4 separate regions of the Mus musculus genome follow, and regions 1, 2 and 4 are each linked to region 3. Evidence: chromatin contacts called from public Hi-C data. All regions are on one chromosome and are shown on one strand. Each heading gives the region's core, a stretch centred on a gene start, on an enhancer-like site or on the middle of the called end of the contact. The rest is flanking DNA. Distances are from core to core; before and after follow the strand shown. Region 1 holds the start of Fbxo44 (F-box protein 44). Region 2 holds the start of Mad2l2 (MAD2 mitotic arrest deficient-like 2). Region 3 holds the start of Cep104 (centrosomal protein 104). Region 4 holds the start of Zfp933 (zinc finger protein 933).

Region 1 (4,887 bases), core at 535-3,034, 5.8 Mb before region 3:
TAACAGATGGCCTTCAACTCCCTATCTTCTTGTGTAGTGTGTGTGTACCTTGACCTCAGTGTACCTATTTGAAAAGTGGGTGCGTCACTAGTCCCTGCATCTAAGAATTATTTTGAGAGGAATAAAGGCCGTAATATAGCTAAAGGGCTCACAGCCAGTGTTTAGGACGCATACTGTGGTCATCTAATAGAGCATGGGTCCTGTTGAGGCATACTCTCCGCACCCACCTTCAGCACAAGGGTTGTGAAGGAGGTTCCTCTGGAGGCTGCGCAGGAAGTAGAAGATCTTCCAGTCAGCCACAGGCTGGTCCCAGTCCTCGGTGATGAAGCCCTCTTGAAGGCACTTGCGCTTCCAGAGTGTAACCAGGTCAATGAGGTCTCGCCAGAGGCTGCAGACCGGTCGGCAGCGCAGCAGCAGTTGGCGAGCTGGGATGTGGATGAACAGTTCCAGCAGGATGTTCTCTGGCAGCTCGTTGATGTTGCCTACTGCCATGGTGGCGTCTCCTAGCCAGCTCCTGTGGGTATTGGAGAGCCGTGCTATACACCGAGCCTTCTCCCTGGCGAGTGGCAATCCCAGCACCCAGGGATAGAGAGATTCCCAACTCTGCGGGGGGCCACAGAGTTGCTGTGCTGTTCTGACCTTCTGTTTCCACAGTAAACGGGACGAGGGGCTGGGGCATGGTAGTTCCCTCCTGGGTCACTAGAAGCTCAAGGTGCATGGGCCGGGGAGTTGCTTAATAAACCATGAGATCTGATTTCCCCCAACCCGGGCACCTAAGAACAGCCTCTAAGGACGCCCAGGGACCTTCCCAAGGTCACACAAACAGGAGAGGAGGGGAGGCAGCTCCGGCTCTCACTGAAGGTAGAGCCAGCCATTTTCAATAGGCCAGCAGTCTTTTAAGAGGAGGGTAACAATGGGAGGCCTTGTGAGCCCTCCAGCTTGCCACTCTTCATTTCCTCCCCATCCCCCACACGGGGAAAGGGACAGAGATGATGATCGGGGGTTATCACTGGCCCTCAGGACCGGTCACGGAGTACAAAGGGCTCAGTGACGTTCTTAAGATCTCAGAGAATATGACCCGTTTACCTGAGCCTGAGGAAAGATGTACGAGTGGAAAAGAGCCTTCCTATCTCCCTCCCGCACCCCCCCCACCCGCCCCGGCCCCCTGCAGTCTCCCATTTATGCTTGGCTCTAAAACGGGCTACCTTGCTCAAGACCAGATTCAGATCTCTGAGCACCGATGGCGTCCATAGCCCAGTTCTTCGAAGCCTCACAGTACAGTGGGGGGAGGGGAGGGGAGAAAGCCTGAGGCCTGGGCCTTAAAGGCGCTAGGCCCTCATGATCGCAGAGCGCGCGCGCCCCCCCCCTCCCCTCTAGGTCTCTGCCCACTGTGCCTCAGTCCCCGAACTGGGCGCTCCCCCTCCCGCAGTCACCTGCGATCCGTCGCGCTGAGCGATCCTGCCAGGCCGTGGGGCTGTACAGCCCGAGCCTGCGTGGCCCGGAAGGCAGACCTGCCTACTGCCCGCCAAACGTCTCCTTGCTGGGGCGCTCACTGCTCCCCTCCTTCTGTCACCTGCTCTTAGCCGGGTTACGTTGGAGAACAGCACCCAAGACACAGCCCCGCCTACTACTCATCAGACCCCGCCCCATCCCCATCCCACAACACTGGCCCCTCTCCCTCCCCATTCTCCTTGTCAACTACTTTTGGTCGCGCTGCGCCATACCCTTGGATCCTGGGGATGAGCCTTACGGACCAATGGAGGCCCGGGGTGCGACCCGCCCACTGTTTGTCAGACCACGCCCCACGCCCCACCCCATTTTCTCCGTCACCAGCTTTTAGTCCGGCTGCCCCACAACGCTGGGTACTGGAACTGCGCCTTTCTGCCAGAGTTGGTTCACGATGCGGCCCCGCCCACTGCCCTCAAGGCCCCGCCCACCATTCCTTCAGGCCCCGCCTCACCCGCGCACTCCCCGGATTCGCCCCCATCACAGCGTAGGAAAATTACCTGGGGGGTTGGGGAGGAGGAAAGCTCCGATACCCCCAACTCCACTGGGCTCGGCGCCAGCACCCTCTACTCCCCAGTAGTCCGACTCCATATGTCCTCCTGCAGTCATCCTCCAGGCACACTAGAAGCCCACCCATTCTGTAGCTGTCCCTGCCCCTCTCCAGTCCCAGGCTCCTCCCGGAAGCCGCACCTTGGGTTACGGGGCGGGGGGTGGGGGTGGGGGGGTACAGGACTCCCAGCCCTTAGCCGGGGGCCAGAGGCGGGGCGCACGGGGCCTTTAAGAGGCGCGGCGGCGCGGGCCCGGCTGACGCGGGCAGCTCCAGGACTCGCCACCCGCAGCGCTCAGGCTCTTCTCTCTTGACAGCACCGCAGCGATGGATGGAGATGGTGATCCAGGTATCCGCTGCTGGCCCCGCTAGATACAGACTCGGGAGACAGGGCGGACCAGCGCCGCAGAAGGCGCTCAAACTTTCGCGCCAGGAAAACCCTAGAGATAGTCTAGGGAGCAGGTTTCTGCCTGGTGTCGTGGTGTGGAGGGAGGAGGACGCCTGGGTCTCCAAAATGGCATCGGAGGACTCTGGCATCTCAGGCTCCAGACTTCCTGGGGTTTGAGAGCCGGGTTCTTGCAAGCTTTTGCTTCCATGAACTTCTTCCATTTGCTAGCGCTGCCCTCCCTGCCTCTTGAGCCTCCGGAGTCCCCGCGGGGTCCTAGGGTTTACAAACTTTATCCTGCCTCCATCCTAGCTTCCTGAGGGACTCCCTTCTCTGGAGGGGCCGTCTTGTATTGGAGTAGCGGGGCTGTTCCGTGGGAACCAGGCTAGGGGTGAGGAAGGCTGCTTTTGGCAGAAGCTCTGGGTCCTCAAGGATTGCCCAGTCATCTTTTCTGGCACCAAAGACCCCACCCCTTCTGCCCTCCGGCTCCCTGCTGGGCCTGTAGGGGGCTGCTTGCTGAGTCAGACCTGCCTGCCTTGACTCTTATCCCTTCCTCACTAACTATGCTCAGCTCGGAGTGTTCACTCTTTAGGGGAGGAGGTGAGGGAACAGAGGTGGCCAGTCTTCCCTCCTACTCCCAAGTCCTCACTCTCAGTCGGTGCCTGGCTTCAACATCATCCACAGGGCCCCAGAATAGGCTACCGTTTTCTTCCTGCTCCCAGGAAGTCCCTGGGCTCAGGGGCCCAATCCAGGTGAGTGAGTCAGCTTGGGGTCAGCATCCATGGCTAGATAACTTTCCTACAGCAACAATGTGGCAAGTTGTGTGCAAGGGAGCAGGTGGGGGGGGCTGTAATCCGATCTGGGGCCTCAATGCCAGGCCTAGGGGCCAGGAGAGAGGACTGGGTGAGGTGCACCTTTCCGGGGAGCATCAGGTATCTGCTGGGGCCAGGGCAGGGCTGGGTGATGGTAGAGAGGTGAGGACGTTGGGCCCAGCTCTCCAGAGCTGTTGGAAGCAGGACAGACAATTGTTTTTCCTTCTGCTTGATGATGTCCTGTGGTGGAACCTGGAAGAAATGCTAGGACCCTCTGCACCCGTTTTCTCATTGCCAATGAAGGAGTAAACCCCTACATATGAAAATGTGACCAAAACACATCAGAAATGTGGGGAAAGTACGCTGTCTGTCTGTCTGTCTGTCTGTCTGTCTGTCTGTCTGTCTGTCTCTCTGTGTGTGTGTGTGTGTGTGTGTATACAATTCACCATGGCTGATGGAGGACTCACTGTGTGCTCTAAAGAGAGGGGAAATCCCGAGTCAGCTTTCCAGTGTCTGACAGTGTAGATGCTATTGACTGCATCCCCTTAGAAGAGGTTTAGGGAACGGGCCACCTGTCCCTCCCCTGCCCCAGGCCTGCTCCCTTATTTCCTTGGCTTCTTGGGGTCAGACCAGTCTTCAGGGACTCTGAGAGAGATGGCCTCCATTACACAGGGTGGCTGGGTCCCCTCCCCACTGGCCCTCTCTCCTTTAGAGATACTGCCCACTCAGTGTCTGCTTACTCAAGGTTTCTTCTTCGGTGGCCCAGATGAGGCGCGCTGAGATCCAAGAGATACACAGCTGCCCACAGCAGCCTGGGTATTCAGTGGGCTGACCTGGAGAACCCAGCCTGGGAGGCAGTGCTTTTTGTCCTGTCTCCCAGTCTTCACTGTGGAGTCAGGCGTCCCCACTGGCTTAGCAAGAGTGGATGTCCCCATTGCTTTGCTCCTTTGTGGGAAGGGGATGAATTTCAGTATAAATCTGACAGTCTGACACAAGGATGACTCCATTTCACAGATGAGGAGACTGAGGGTGAGGGATGGGAAAAGAGGGGAGGAAGACTCTTCCCAAGTCACCTAGCATCTCTCTTTGTCTGTTTCCCTTTCCCATTGGCTGGCTGGGGCTAGCTGGATCTCGAGCTCATTTTCCTCACCCAGAGCCCTTGAGTGTCCCTTTCCCTAACACTGCCAGTGGGACCTACACTAAGTCACTTCATATTCACAGCTGAGCATCCACAGTATCCAAACCAAGGCCAGATTGTCAATTCAGCCAGGTTTTTGTTTTTTGCTTTTTGTTTTTTCGAGACAGGGTTTCTCTGTGTAGCCCTGGCTGTCCTGGAACTCACTCTGTAGACCAGGCTGGCCTCGAACTCAGAAATCCGCCTGCCTCTGCTTCCCGAGTGCTGGGATTAAAGGCGTGCGCCACCACGCCCGGCTCAGCCAGTTTTTTAAAAAATATTTATTTTATGTATATGAGTACACTGTCGCTGTTTTCAGACACACCAGAAGAGGGCATCAGATCCTATTACAGATGATTGTGAGCCATCATGTGGTTGCTGGAAATTGAACTCAGGACCTCTGGAAGAGCAGCCAGTGCTCTTAACCACTGAGCCATCTCTCCAGTCCTCAACCAATTCTTTT
Region 2 (4,995 bases), core at 1,885-4,384, 5.8 Mb before region 3:
TGGCATGTTAAGCCCCCCCAAAATGAACCAGACAGACCAGGTCCCTCTCAGGAAGCAGGCCAAGCAGCGGGGTGGCGCTTCAGGGTGTGCTGGGACTGACACCAGGCTTCCTGTGATTGGTCCCCTTTCTCTCCTTCTCTGTTTCTACGTGCTCATTGTTCTGGGAACTGGACACAGATGGGAAAGATGCTGAGTCTTTATTAATTAATTAAATTTATTTTTTTACATTTATTCATTTATTTATTGGTGGGGTAGCATGTGTGGGCTTGCAGGAGTCGGTTTTATCCTTCCACCATGTGGGTCCTGGGGATTGACAACCTCAAGGTTGCCAGCCTTGGCAGCAAGCCCTTTTGCCCTCTGATCCATCTCGCCCTCCCAGACGATGCTTATGTGATCCCGTCTGTGGACAGCAACTTGGCTATAGAAGCATCTCGCAGGTCTGCACACTTTGTTGACAAGGGTTGTATCTAATTTGCTTGTGTGTGTGTGTTCATCACACCGCTGAGAACCCTTTTAGCACATCGGTGGAGGCTTAGTCCTTTCCAGGCTGGGGCTTACAGGCTTTTGTTGTTGTTGTTGTTATTTGCCCTCTCTGTTTCTGTATCTCTTGGGAGTGAATTTCCCTCCATCCCTATTGCTGGTCCCCCGGCTAGTTGCTAGTTGTGAAATGCATACACACTTTCTTTTCACCTTAACTTGTAACTTTCCTTCCCAGCCCCAAATTACATATTGTCTCTATGGTGAAAATATGCAAATAACATTGAAAATGGGGATTCAAGAAACAATAAGTTGCCTCATAATGCAATCTCTGTCTTACAGCCATCCATCACACTGATGTAGCTAACGTGAAAACCCAGGCACTGTAGAGCCAAAGGCAGAGGTCTCCAAGGCAGAGGTCTCCAGCTGGTCCCATGTTACCTTAGCCTCCCGCCTATGCCCTTGTTCCATCCCTGAGGAATCTCCCCCACCCCACCTCTACCCTGCATCAGTAATGAAAACGCTGTTCAGGAGCTGGGGGGTGGGGTGGATAAAGGACTCGGTCATTCCCCACCCCACCATGATGAAAACTCACTGCCCTAAGGTCTACAAGGCAGTGAGCTGCCCAGCCAGCTCTAAGTAGAAAGGGCTCTGTTGAACATGGTGTAATGTGGGGAAGGTCCCCGAGTCTTGAGAAGGGTTGCTGTGCCCACTGACGGGTGTATCAATTCCTAAAGCCAAACCAGCATTCTACCGGCTTAAGCACAGGCATGTTACAGAACGCAGGAGAACTCCACTGGCAGCTCCCATAGTTTCGTGGGCACACAGGTTCCCTGGGGAGCTTGTTAAAGAGCAGAGCCCTGCTGTTAGCCTGCCCTGGTCAGGTAAGTCAGGGCAGCTGGACAGCCAGGGTTTAATAGGGTCCCTGGGGACTGAGATGAAGATGTTGGTGGTAGGTCTGCATTTTGAGACCCGCTTTGCTCACATTCCAGGGTAATCCTCCCTCTGGCCTGCTCCTTATCCCTTCCCATGAGAAGGATATGAATATGGAATTGACAGCTTCTGGTGCGGGGAGTGGGGGGTGGGTGTCATACCACATTGCAGGGATGACCTTTAATGCAACATTTCCTATAGAAACAGGACAAGACAACTCTTACATCCTTGGAGGGCAGAGTCTAAATCAGTGGTTCTCAACCTTCCTAATGCTGCAACCCTTCCACACAGTTCCTCATGTGGTGACTCCCAATCATAAAATTATTTTCATTGCTACTTCATAACTGCAATTTCACAACAGTCAGGAATTGTAAATATCTGATATGCAGAATATCTGATATGCCACCCCTGGGAAAGAGTCATTTGACCCCAAAGGGGTTGAAGCCCACACATTGAACCACTTCTTTAAATTCTCTTGGCTTCTAGGCCTGCCATGTCACCCCTAACTCCAGACCATTTCTCTAACCTCAGATTTTCTTTCAGTTAAACAGAAGGGTGTGAGTTAAGCTGAATTCTCACCTAGCGTCAGAACATATTGCATCCGTGAGGCTTTGGTGAAAGAAGGAACGTTCCTGAGCCTATTGTACATCTATAAAGTTGGGCTGTGAAGGCAATACTTAGCTCCTAGGGCTAATAAAGGAATTAATATAAATCAGAGTTTGGGGAGGTGGAGAGATGGCTTAGTGGTTAAGACCACTGGCTGCTCTTCCCGAGGAAGTGAGAGGTAGGGTACTGGGTGGTGAATGGTGGTTTCAATTTGTAGCACCTATATAGTGGTTCACAATCATCTGTAGCTATAGTTTCAGGAGATCTGACGCCCTCTTTTGGCTTTCACCTGCACCAAGCAGTCACATACTGCCCAGACATAGATGCAGACAAAACACCTACGCACATTAAATAAATAGAATTCAGGGTTTGTAATATAAAAGGGTTCCGTATAATGGATATAATTTTCATACTATTAAAATGATCTGAGGCCCTTTCGACTCCTCTGGAATTGAGTCCGTACCTCTACAGGAAGGACCCTGGAGCAGCACTGCTGCCCGCCCCCTCCGCTTGCTCACGACACAGACAAGTCCTCATTAGGCTCGTCCGCAGAAAAAAAAGACGGCCAGGAACCCACACGTATTCTGAAGATTTATTGAGTCAACTCCCAGACACCCAGCCCAGCGCCTACTGGCTGCAGCTTCCAAAGGTCAGCTATTGAGAAGAAACCATGGGACACTTAGTTCTCTAGGGAGGTCAAGCCCCGATGTTACTTGAGTTTCGGGTCGGGGTGGAGCGTCTCGGTTGCTTCTTACCGTTCCCTGTCCCCGCCCCCAAGCCTGCGGATTCGCTTTCGGTTGGGCAAGCTAAGAGTCCGGGGACGTTGACGCTGGACTAGCAGCAGATGTCGCTGCCCTCCCTTGGTACCCAGCTGTGCTTGCAGCAGGTTCTCACTTGCAACTACTAAAGAGAAATGTCCGGGAGGAGAAAACACAGCGATCATACGCAGAGGCCATGGAAATCTCTTGATCGCTCCCACCTGAAATCCAAAGGCGGTTTAGCTCGTTCCTTGGAGATTCCTGTAGCTCAGGCGGGGCTCCGCCCCTAAGCTCCACCCCCGAGCCTGCCCCGCCTCTCCCAACAGGGCGAGGTTCTGATTGGACAGCTCCGGGGTAGGCGTGGCTTATGGTTGTGCTGGGACCGCGGGAGCACCGCGGTGGTTACTGAGGCCAGGGGATTCTGGAGTAGCGCGTTAGGGGTCTCAGACGGTGGTTTCTATAGCCCGGTCGTAGATTGGAACCTGAGGTCGAAACCGGAGCCGGCGAATCGGGGAGGAGCGTAGAGAGGGCGGGATTTCCGCCGAGAGGGATCCGGCTGCTCAGGGGGCGGGGCTTCCCCCGACCGGGCTGCGTTTCCCGCGTGCGGGGTCGGTTGCCTTGAGTCCCTACAGACACCCTCCACGCCCTCCCCCAGGCGGCCAAGGATGACCACCCTCACGCGCCAAGACCTCAACTTTGGCCAAGGTAGGGATCTGAGCCTGCGGGGGGTGGAGGGAGTGCGATCCTGGTTGGAGTCCTGCTCATCAGCTGTGTCCCCACCACAGTGGTGGCTGACGTGCTCTCCGAGTTCCTGGAGGTGGCCGTGCACCTGATTCTCTATGTGCGCGAGGTCTACCCGGTGGGCATCTTCCAGAAGCGCAAGAAGTACAACGTGCCGGTTCAGGTGAGCCCCGGTGCCCGGCTGGATTTAAAAACCTTTATTCTACTTGCAAGCTTCCTCACTCCTCAACAGAGGCTGATAGCGGACAGCCTCCTGTCTCTCACCACCCAGCCCTTCCCTCCCTGAACTCAGATAAATTCTCTGGGTTAGATGGTTAGCTCTCTGGATGAGAGCTGTTCCAAGCTTGCATTTTAAAGGGTTTCTGAGGTTTGGATAAAGAGGATTCCCATTGTCTGTCACCTTCTTTCTCTTTTCATTCTCCCTAAACTCTAAAAAAATATTTATTAGCCGGGCAGTGGTCGCTAATCCCAGCACTTGGGAGGCAGAGGCAGAGGCAGGTGGATTTCTGAGTTCGAGGCCAGCCTGGTCTACAAAGTGAGTTCCAGGACAGCCAGGGCTATACAGAGAAACCCTGTCTCGAAAGAAAAAAAGAAAAAAAAAAAAAAAGAAAGAAAAAAGGGAAAAAACCAAAAAGAATATTATGATTAATTATTTGTCTCCTTGTTTAGTCTTGGCTGGTGTGGAGTCTCCACTATGTAGGCCAGGCTAGCCCGAAACTCACAGAAATTCTCCTGTCTCAGTCTCTCTAGTGCTGGAAACAAAGGTGTGAGCCACCATACCTAGCTTTTTACTTTTTAAGATCTATATTAATTGTGTGTGTGTGTGTCTATGTCTGTTTGTTGGGGGTGTTCACTGAGGCAGGAAGAACACATGGGAACCCTTGGCATTTGGAAGATGGGGGAATCTGACTCTGAAGGTCCGGTGGCCAGTGCTTTTAGTTTCTGAGCTATCTCTCCAGCCTCTGTTTATTATTATTATTATTATTATTATTATTATTATTATTATTTATTATTAGTTTTTTCGAGACAGGGTTTCTCTGTATAGCCTTGGTGCCTTGGCTGTCCTGGAACTCACTCTGTAGACCAGGCTGGCTTCCAACTCAGAAATCCGCCTGCCTCTGCCTCCCAAGTGCTGGGATTAAAGGTGTGTACCACCACTGCCCGGCCTTATTTTGTATTTTAAGAAATCTAGACCTCATGTAGCTAGCCTGGGCTCACAGTTGTTAGGAAGCTGGGGCTAGCCTTGAACTCCTGATCCTCCTTCATCAACATCCCAAGTGCTAGGATTACTGGAGAACATGCCCCAAGCTTCTTTTTTTTTTTTTTTAAAGATTTATTTTATTTATATGAGTACACTGTAGAAGAGGTTATCGGATCTCATTACAGATGGTTGTGAGCCACCATGTGGTTGCTGGGAATTGAACACAGGACCTTTGAAATAGCAGTCAGTGCCCTTAACTGCTGAGCCATCTCTCCAGCC
Region 3 (5,244 bases), core at 1,633-4,132:
CTGAAATAGACAGAGATCTCCCTGAGCCTCTCTGCTCCAAAGAGGCTCTTCTCTGTTTGCTCCAGACACCCTGGCCACCATGGTCATCCCAGGCCACATACCTTCAAACCAGGATGGGTCCTGCTCCCGGGTCTCTGCAGTAATATTCTGGCTCACGTGATGCAGAAGATCGGCCAGCAGCTTTTGCCTCAGTGGGGCCTGCTCATCTGACAGCAGTTGCCGTGCAGCCTGGATGACGCCGGCATGTGGCTCATTAAACACACTGAGGAAACGTGTGATGTCACTCACATCTGTCACCACCAGGAGACAAACAGAAACACATTCATGCTGTTCTGGCTCCAAGAATTCAACCCAAAGACTGCCAGACATCAGGACTCTGGGGTCACCAACCCTTTCCCTGACCTGACACCCCCCACTGCAGTGATACTACAATTCCTCTGGCCACCTTCTGTCAGGCGAGGGTTGTAGTATCCTAGAAAAGCAGCACACTTGGTCTTTTGTCCTTCTCTCCTCCATACCAAGTCACCTCCTTTGGCCATCTCCTTAGGACCCCATTTTCAGACCTCCCAAGCCCTCTCCTTGGAGTCTTTGCACAAGTGCCTATGGTGAGCTTTCCCATCAAACTAAACACCAAGTGCATTCTACAGAGGGTCTTAACCAAACAGGAGCAAACAGAATTCAGTAACACTTAAAAAGCACAGGCCACAGCCAAATGAGGTTGCAAGTCTGGTTTGTACTCAGAACTCAGTGAGATCCACTGTGTTATTAACAAGCTGAAGAAGTAAGTTCTTGTGATACCAAAGGATGCAGAAATTGCAGGAAGAAACCTCAGACAGCCAGAACTTGACAAGAGGTTCCTGGAGCAAATGCACCATGAAGTGATCATCTGGATCTATCAAGGTCAGAACTCTGGAAGCTGGTTTTGGGGGCACGAGCTTGGAATGTGAGCAGTTGGGAAGTAGAGGCAGGAGAATCACAAGTTTTAGACCAGCCTCGGCCACATGTAGCCTTGTCCTCCCCATTTCCCTTGCAAATCTGAACCTTTTGCTCTAGTACAGAGCATGGAAAGAGCAAGGCCGGTTAGCTATGTGGTTGGAGCTCAGTTTCAATAAAGACAGTGAAAAGCTACACAGCGGGAGATATTTGAAAACCACACTATCTTACATCGAAGTCATAACCAAGATATTCTGGAGGGGGGGGGGGCTAAATATTTAAACAGCTTTATAAATCCGACTAAGAAACACAAAAAACGCGAAGAATCGCTTCTCTGAAGAGTGCCTTCAAGTGGTAAATAGGAAGATAATACCCAATCCCATTAGCCACCAGGGAAATTCGGATTAAGACTACAATGATCTGTCATCACACCTACCTAGAATAGCCTGAATGAAAACCATGATACCTGAGAGCATTTCAGCACACTGGTCGAAGTACAGCCCGGAGCAACAGTGAATGGAACCAAGACCTGCCCTGCCCTGCCCTGCCCTGCCCTGCCCTGCCCTGCCCTGCCCTGCCCTGCCCTGCCCAGCCCAGCCCAGCCCAACCCAGCACAGCACAGCACAGCACAGCACACCACAGCACAGCACAGCACAGCACACCACAGCACAGCACAGCACACCACAGCACAGCACAGCACAGCACAGCACAGCACAGCACAGCACACCACAGCACAGCACAGCACACCACAGCACAGCACAGCACAGCACAGCAGCACCGACCCCAGTCTCAATCCTTCCCTTGCCCTTGGCAGTTTCAAAATTAAAATCAAAGTTCTTCAGCAAAAGCTTTTGGCATTCAGAGCCTTTAACCAGATCTTCTGGGTTCCTGCCCGGGCCCCTCGACGAGGCTTTAAACCGTGTAGGTCCCTCCCATCTCCAAAGTGTTCCTACTCACAGCCATGCCAGGTCTCGCCAGCGGTGAGCAATAGGAGCTCAGCGTCGTTGGGAAGGCCCGGGAAGCAGTCGTCCGTCACCTCCGTGCCATCTTCGTACAGGCACAGCCGGGAACCGGGCATCGGGAGCTGGAGGACAAGAAGATCAGCTTGTCCCACAACAGTCTTGGCTTCCAGACAGCCAGCTCTGCGTACTGTAGAAGCCTAGCGCCTGTCCAAGCCCACCCAAGAGGATGGAAATCGTAGGGGTGGAAGCCAAGGTGCCCGCCGCGCAGTGCTTGCCCGGAATGCAAGACCCACCTGGAAGCGGACGCAGCCCTTACGCAGCAGCTCCTGGCAGCTCCGGGCCGCCACGCCGAACTTGCAGGCGCTATGTAGGGCTCGCAACTTGACGCATTTGGGTTGGCGGAGCACCGCGCACATTGCAGGGCTGCGGTACCGTAGCGACACTGGACTTGTAACGTTCCTGCCCGGAACTGTGGTGCGTAGACGCGGCCCGGAACTCTTTTCTCTACGTAGGTAGGTGCAACCGGAAACGTCCGACTGCAGGACCTGTCCCCAGCCAGAATCCTCGAGGCCTGGATGCGCACGCAGGCGCCGGCGGGCGGACGCGCAGGCGTACCGCGCGGGCCGGCCTGGTTGCTATGGGAGCGCAGCTGCGGCCCGGGCCCTGGGCAGAGGCAGCCCGGGCTGCTCCTCTGCTGCCCTCCTCAGAGGCCCGGGGTGGGGGCGGCTGGACCGAGACCCCTCCGAAGATAGCGGAGGCCGACATCGCAGCGGCCCCGCCTGGTCGTTTCCGCGGCGCTCTGTGACCCTGCGTGGCCTCGGTCTTCGGCAGGCACCCGGGGCGGAGGCTCCCTGACACCTGGCCTTGGAGGGACTGCGCGGCCAGTGCCTGTTCCAGGCCTCCCTGCAGCGCATCTCAGCCTTCGTGTCCGGAATCGGATTCGAGCCCCGCCTTGTCCTCGTCTGCATGCGTTACTGAACAGGAGCAGTTGCCACGAGACTAAAGACTGTAGCTCTGGCTCCGGGTAGGCTACACTTCGATCCGTGTCGTTTGGGGGTTTTGTTTGTTCGCTGGGTTTGGTTTGTTGTGCTTTTTAAGCGTTAAGATTCTCTAAAGCACTCTCAGTCCTTAAAATTACTTGGCCCCAGATCATTACTTAATATTGTAACATTTACGTTTTCTTGAAAAGAAAACTGGAAACACTTTTCATATCCTTGTAACAAAATGTTTGGAAGTTGCTACATTGAGTTCGGGTTTCTGGTTGGAAAGATGACAGGGTAAGTTCATAACCAAAAATAGAAGAGTTGGGGCTTAGTTTATAAGCAATGCTAGGGTAAATGTCAATTGACACTGCTGGCTGTGGCTGCCCTAGTGGCAGCTGGAACACCAGCCGCCTGTGGTAACCAGCTAGTAACACAGCATTGCACAGATCCAGATCTGTGGTGGGCTTTGTGAGGCGGGAAGGAACAGGAGGTGGAAGGGCTCCAGTGAGTGCATCGGCTGAAAATGTACATTTTGTAGATGTCCTTATTGAGGCCCCAGTGTTTTGGCCACGCTGCCCCCACAGCCCTCCTGCAGGGATCTTCAGTACCCGTACTTTGTTTTAGTTTTATTGGGCATACACTTGTATCTGCTGTTAACATTCTGTTCTATGCACCACAGAGACGAGGTAGACAGACCTGATTTTTGTTTGTTTGTTTGTTTGCTTGCTTGTTTTTTGGTTTTTGTTTTTTTTTTTTTTTTTTTGAGACTGTCTCACTGTGTAGCCCTAGAACTACTACATATAGACCATACTGACCTCAAACTCCGAGATCCTCCAAGTTCTGGGATCAAAGGCATGCACTACCACACCTGACACGGGCTCTTGAAGACACAGGGTCTGGTCAAGGCACTGGAGAAGTTCGTTAGATTTGACTATTCTCTAGAATTCAAGTCATAACCGGGCATAGTGTCACATACCTTTAATCCTAGTACTTGGGATGCAGAGGCAGGAGAATCTCTGTGAGTTTGAGGCCAGTCTAGACTACATAACAAGTTCTAGGCCAGTCAGGCCTAAATAAGAGACTCTGTCCCAAAAATAAAAACAAACAAAAAAAAAATCCAAGACAAGAATGGAGACTGGGGAAACAAGGTGTCCGGTCATAATTAGCACTTCTACTCCTACAATGGGGCTGCCTAGGGTTTTAAAATTAAGACCTGGAGAGGGGTGATCAAAGTTGGATTTAAAGAATGTTTGTCTTGACAGGAGCATAGGTTGAACGGGCAGTTGTACCCATCTGGAATAGAGATAAGGAAGAAGGGTGGAATCCAGTAATCCTTCATACCGTGCTGCCCTCTTGTGCTAAAGGGGAGGATGGTGGTTGAGGGAGATCAGCTCGGGGTTCAGAACCTGTGTGAACTAGGAGTGTAGCCTCACAGATTAAAGGAGAAGCATGCCAAGTCACCCAGCTATGCTTATCACTGCTCTCCGCTATTTTCTGGGTCAGTCTCCTCTACTCTGCTGCCGTTACAGCCACAGGGAACTCATGTAGCATCTTTAACAGTGACTTGCCATTCTAACTCTTAATAATTTAATACATACATACCCCAAAACACCAGCAAATGCCAGACAGGCATTGATTCTTGGGATGGTCCTTTTCAAATCCAGTGGAAGAGAAAGATCTAGATTACACATCAAGTGTGTTCACATGAGCCGGATTTCCTGTGGGATAGTTTGGATGTCAGAGTCTATAGAGTATTTCAATGTTGTATCTTATTCCAAGAAACTTCCAATGGACTTCTTTGTTCCGTGTTAGGAGCAGTGGTTTTTCTTCTGATGGTTTACTTCAGCATCTTGCTTAGCAAGTGTTTGATTGGCTTGGTAACTAAGAAGTAACCAAGGGGCCATAAGCACTTTGGGCTCTCAGTATGATCACATCTGAGGACCTGTGTGTTGCTGCTCTCTGTCAGTGCTGCCGCCCAAAGTTAGCTCCACTTGGGCAGGCCCTCCACTGCTGTTGGCCTCGGCAGCTCTGGATTCCAGTGCTAGGAGCCTCTGTGGGGAGAAATCTCCTTTGCTGTGGTCTCTAGATAGTCCTGAGGTTGAGTTTCTTCTGGGCAACACATACGTATGTTCCCATTCATAAACCTCACTGTGTAGGGGTATGGGATTCATGGACTGTCCAAGCCTAGGAAAGCTTGCCCCAGCAGGCCCCAGCCAGGGTTGGAGGGAAGTACAGAGTTGCCATAGCCAAGCTCACTCTATTGTTTTTCAACATGGAGAGCAGGGGGCAGTAAAGCAGACATCACAGCACCACAACCTCCAGATGAGAGGGGTGAGCTAGGATCACAGCATCACATCCTCCAGATG
Region 4 (5,198 bases), core at 2,105-4,604, 6.1 Mb before region 3:
TAGGACAGCCAGAGCTACACAGAGAAACCCTGTCTTGAAAAACAAAAACAAAGATGAAAACCAGATAGGTATACTGACTTTGAAAAAGATCAGACTCTTCCCTCGTAGAGGGAATGGCATTAATAAAATACTGTTTGACCTTGCCCTTTCATGCAATGTGAGCTGCTGAGATCTGTACTGGCTACAGCCAACAGCCCCTGTCTGCAATCTCTGAGCTAACACTGTCAATGAGGACTGCACAATCTGCACAGGACAGACCACTGACTGGAAATATAATAGCTAGCTCAAGCTAACCTTCACAAATTATACACCCACCAATCTGGTCTGATTTCATTCAAATACATGAATTGATGCATACTGGGAAATTACAAAATCACTCACTTGCCTGAATCAGGTTCTTCTTCATAACAGTGACTCCCTACAGCTGACTCCCTTAAATATTAGTCTGTGATCTACACACTGCCTAGCCTGCTTCACCCTGCAGTATACACGTTATACTCTTCTCCTGTTCTGGTCTGAAAGTGGAAGCCATGCTGCACCTGCAAATACTTCTCCTGTTGCTGCAATGGACAATTATTTACATAACTCAAAAGGGTAATTTTAAAACTCTGTTGCGGGACAGCCTTTTAATTAAAGAATTTGGGAAGTTTAATCAAGAGAAAAGCAAGGTCATTGCCCTGGGGAGCAACAGACTGAGATTTCAAGGAGATCTGAGTCAACACAGCTTCTCTCAGAAACATTTGTGGAAAAGGCTGAAGAAGCAGGTGTCCTCGAATGAATATACCTTCCCAAGGAGAAATCACTCCACACAACAATAAACATTAATTAAGAAAAGTCTCTTTATGAACACCACACATTCGGCTCTGGGAGTCCTCAAAGAGGAGTCAGCCTAGAAGGGATTTTACATTCCACATATGGTATATCCCTTAAGTCTTTTAGATTCAGATCCCAGGTTATGCCATCAACTATTTAAACATGGACTGCAGACTGCAAGTGTAAACACAGGCAGATGGGAGATACATAGCAAAGATTTTCACAGAACTAAATACACCAGCATGCTAATACAGCAGTCCTTTAGTTACAAGGTCCTAAGTGGAAAGTCCCAGCAGATGAGGTAGGAAAAGTGTAGGCAGAAAAGATAAAACGCTGCAGTGGAGAGGTCTGGTGTATTTAACAAATTCTAAATCATTCAATTTTACCAAGGAAGACTCAGAAGCCAGATGCTGGGTGGAAGCCTGGTAGCTCAGAGAGGCAGAGAAAGCACCTGATCACCTTTCTCTTCATGTGAAATCCCAGAAGGAATCTCTTTCTGCCACACCTTCTCAAATGACATCCTCCAAACTGAATGTACCTAAATGCTGCTTCCTGTGCATCTCTCTGTCTTTGCTCCCAATTCCCTCTTACTCTCTGTGACTTTTACTTAATAATCCTAGGTTCCCTTCCTGTCAGCTGGTTGCTTCTGGCACTTCTTGACCCATGGTTTACTTAATCTTGTTACACTCAGGTTTCACGGTATGATCAGATATCCTACAATAAAGGTCTTGCACAAGCTGTATCTCCTGGAGTAAGCTTCTTAAGAAGAATAGCATCTTGTATACTACTTACAGGGGAAACACGGAAAGAAATGGGAGACTTCTATGAAGTCAGCAGAAACTATCATACAATGGGACAAACTCAGGAGGAGTCTATCAAATTCATGCTGGTCATAGGGAACACAGGATACATCAGGAACATTACTGAACAAGCCAACAGTGGACTTGGGACTAACAACCACAGCCCCACGTGGTGGCAAGAGTTGGGTTCTCAGGATCTGACACAACCTCTCCCCACAGGTCCTGGCTGCAGACCATTACCAGCTTTCCCAAGCATATATCCTTGCTTTAGAGAAGGAGCTCTGTATAAATGATTTTATTCACCTGAGGTAACTGTCTTCTCTGAGGCTTACTGACTCAGCCTATTTACCTAGCCTAGTCCTGAAGGTTTCTAGTCTCTGGACAATCCCAGCTTCAGAGATTTACTGCTGAATAAGCTCGCCTTTCCTAGATTTTCCTGAACTCTTGCTGGCTGGTCAACTCAGCTGTTCTGACTCAAAACTCCTCTCCACACTGACTAATTCAAAATCTTTCTCTCTCTCTCTCTCTCTCTCTCTCTCTCTCTCTCTCTCTCCCCACCCCCCCCCATCACATGGAAAGCCTTACTTGAAAAAAAAAAAAAAAAACAGCCCTCAACACTACAGAGTTGTTCCTTTGCAAGAAATTGACAACAGTGTAGTCTTGCTCATGTTGCAATCTCTCTCTCTCTCTCTCTCTCTCTCTCTCTCTCTCTCTCTCTCTCTCTCTCTCTCTCTCTCTCTTGCTCTCTTCTCACTTTCTCTTTTTCTCCTATTCTCTCTGTCCCCTGCCTGCTTTCTCTTTCTCTGCCTCCCTCTCTCACCATGGTAACTTCCTTGACCTCGGTCCTTGGGGCCAGTGAACAAGAGCGGCTTCCCAATAAACTGACATTTAATATAATCCAAGCTGGCTTGAACTGGCTCATTTGAGCAGCAGAGAACAAATAACTTATCAATGGGAATGGCCTAGCAGCTGGTTGTAAATCTGGTTTGTCTCCTTTGTTCTGCTCTTCAGCCATATTTCTGGACAATCCTAGTGAACAAAAATGTGTATCCTAGCATCCTATCTAACAGACATGGTTAGCATAGTACCCATCTGTAGGGTGTTTTAGATGGCATCCTCACTTATCTAAATTCTATGTGGTGTGACTTACCCTCTCCTAAGCACTGCAATTCCTTTACATCATAAATCCTATTCTTCTACATCACAGATTAACATTGTAGTGTTACCCAACACGTGAGACACCTTTTACAACCGCCACAAAATGAACTCCAAATGGACCTTACAACTAAACGTTAAATGCTAAAGGAAAAAAGTTGTAGAAGATACTGTGAGAAACCAGGTCTCTTCGAGTTTGGCATCTTGCCAAGGATGATCCTGCACACAAGTCCTTACTCCAAATGCTTGGCGCAGAAGCAGTCCGGATAGTGACGTTATTCAGAGCCCACTACCGGGTCCAGGGAATGACTAGAACTAAAACAGACCCCACAGGTGGCCACATCTGGCCTCCGCTTACCACCCAGTCCCGAGGAGAACCCACCACACCAGCTCCCCAGGTTCATCCGCCTGCTCCTCCCCGATATGGGCAGTGACCCTGTACTCACCATGTCGAGACTTAGGACCTTGCCTGAGCGTCCCTCAGACCACCCACTACTAACTTCCCCTTCTTCCTCCTGAAATCAAGGTGGAGAGCTTGCATCTGTAATTCTCAAAATTAACCTGGAAGCCTCCTCTGCCCCGGAACTACGTAAGTTCCTGGAATGCTGGGAATTGTAGTTCTTTGGAAATAACAAAGGCTCATGGGAAAGTACGGTGGTCTAGTTGAATATCTAAAAAGAAACCGCTGTAACACGTGACTGAGGCCGTTCGCGCTGGCAAATTCCGGGGGAATTTTACTGACCCAGGTCTGTCTCTTGGTCAGTATTTAATATTTAATAAATGCCTGCTTTAAATTTGGTTCAAAATTGTTGAGTTGGTCTATTTCCAGCAAAAATCAGGATTAGCGTACAGAGGTTCATAGGACGATAACTCTACCCCACAGTCTCTCTTCAATACGTACACTGGAGAGTGAGCTGAGCTGCCGAGGGCACTGAGTGCCCTAGCTCCAGATTTTTACATCTGGCAACCAAAGTAGAATCCTCACAGAAACAAGCAGTCTCTAGTAGAAGCTAAGATAAGCAGTTAGCCAGAGGGGGTTCCAGCACAAACAGGTTGAGATAAGTTAGCAAGGATATCCTGACCTTGGGTTCCTAGAAGTGGAGTTGAGTAATTTTCCTAGAATTCTTGATCAAGGAAATCAAATTCTAGTTAAACCTGAAATGGCCTCAGCGACAATACATGATGGAGGAGTGATGGGGTCTCTGTCCAGCATCAAGAACGAGAAATGAAGGCAGACATGGTTTAGCATAGGTAGAGGGATCGCTTGACCTTGAGGCCAACTTGATCTATAGAGAGAATTCTAGAACAGCCAGGACTGCAGAAAGGAACCTTGTAGTGCCAGCCTGTGGAAGAGTCAAGGCTTGGCCAAAGTGTGAATGACTTTACTGGCTTCCTGTGAAATCATGGTAGTCGCATGGAAGGTTGTACGCTGGACATTATAACTAGGAAATGTCTGCAATGGGGGAGATGTGGAGACCCTCCTCAGCTCTTCCTTCCTGTGCTCTAGCCTGTTCTAAACTCAAGATCGTCCCATAAAAGATAAGCCACTGAGTTCATCCTTGTTGAACATTCCCCAGGCTTTTTGCCTTTGCCTCTCTGTGAACACATGGAGGATGCATCTTCTTACCTTTTTAGGACTCAGAGTTCTGTCCATAGAGAGGAAGAAGGGCTGTGGGTGACCAGGGATTTCCCTGTGGCCAGCACCTGAGGGCTGAGGATGGCTTCCTAGGATGGCTGAAACTGCAATTGTCCCAGGAATCACAAGCTTGGAGAAGGAAAAAGGCTGCCATTCCTCGGGGCAGAAATTAGAATCGGAGAGTTCTGACTGGTCAGTCCTCCTTGCAGGAGAGACTGGGTTGGAAGTGATAGGCTAGTTTAGCAGCATATGATGGTACATGCCTTTAACTCCAGCACTATGAAACAGTGGTAGCAGATCACTCACTCAGGTTGAGGCCAGTCTGGTCCCCAGAACTAATTCTAGAACAACCTGGAACAAATTCTAGGGATACAAAGGGAAAGAAACCCTGGAGAGAGAGAGAGAGGGAGAGGGAGAGGAAGAGAGAGAGAGAGAGAGAGAGAGAGAATATGATGGGCCAGTGATAAACAGGACCACATTTGACAGAACTCACTTGACAGAGCTCACTTTCTACTTTAATGTTAAACCTCATGTCAAGACCCAGAAGATGGAGTAGGAGAGGGGGTGGGGGGGTGCCTCACTGCCCAGCTCAATATCTTTTTTGAAATACTCATTTTTATTTATATGCATACCTCCATGTAAATATATGGTGTGTGGATGTGTGTGTGTGTGTGTGTGTGTGTGTGTGTGTGTGGCCTCTGAGGCTACCTGGACTTACAGGCAATTGTGAACTGCCCAGTGGATGCACTGAGAACCAGATAGATTCAGGTCCTCCGGAAGAGCAAGAAGAGCTC

The links. Hi-C and Micro-C count contacts between places; a contact is called where the count stands out from the background.
Region 1: a contact with region 3 is called in a Hi-C map of B cells, with 5 read pairs. The contact joins the promoter of Fbxo44 here to the promoter of Cep104 in region 3. A contact is called at or near these places in 1 of 39 promoter capture datasets (cranial neural crest) and 1 of 484 Hi-C or Micro-C datasets (B cells).
Region 2: a contact with region 3 is called in a Hi-C map of B cells, with 9 read pairs. The contact joins the promoter of Mad2l2 here to the promoter of Cep104 in region 3. A contact is called at or near these places in 1 of 39 promoter capture datasets (cranial neural crest) and 1 of 484 Hi-C or Micro-C datasets (B cells).
Region 4: a contact with region 3 is called in a Hi-C map of B cells, with 5 read pairs. The contact joins the promoter of Zfp933 here to the promoter of Cep104 in region 3. A contact is called at or near these places in 1 of 39 promoter capture datasets (pre-B cells) and 1 of 484 Hi-C or Micro-C datasets (B cells).

The regions. Positions count from the first base shown.
Region 1 is chr4:148,158,310-148,163,196 of GRCm38.p6, forward strand. It overlaps Fbxo44 (F-box protein 44), which reads right to left and starts at 1,785. Exons shown (of 6, transcript NM_173401.5): 1 at 1,434-1,785; 2 at 228-514. The coding sequence starts at 492. It overlaps Fbxo2 (F-box protein 2), which reads left to right and starts at 2,359. Exons shown (of 6, transcript NM_176848.1): 1 at 2,359-2,402. The coding sequence starts at 2,381.
Region 2 is chr4:148,137,356-148,142,350 of GRCm38.p6, forward strand. It overlaps Mad2l2 (MAD2 mitotic arrest deficient-like 2), which reads left to right and starts at 3,135. Exons shown (of 8, transcript NM_027985.3): 1 at 3,135-3,479; 2 at 3,560-3,678. The coding sequence starts at 3,440.
Region 3 is chr4:153,972,679-153,977,922 of GRCm38.p6, forward strand. Cep104 (centrosomal protein 104) reads left to right here and starts at 2,883. Exons shown (of 22, transcript NM_177673.2): 1 at 2,883-2,919. Dffb (DNA fragmentation factor, beta subunit) reads right to left here and starts at 2,403. Exons shown (of 7, transcript NM_007859.4): 1 at 2,189-2,403; 2 at 1,891-2,017; 3 at 102-290. The coding sequence starts at 2,311.
Region 4 is chr4:147,845,064-147,850,261 of GRCm38.p6, forward strand. It overlaps Zfp933 (zinc finger protein 933), which reads right to left and starts at 3,355. Exons shown (of 4, transcript NM_198619.3): 1 at 3,215-3,355. The coding sequence starts at 3,217.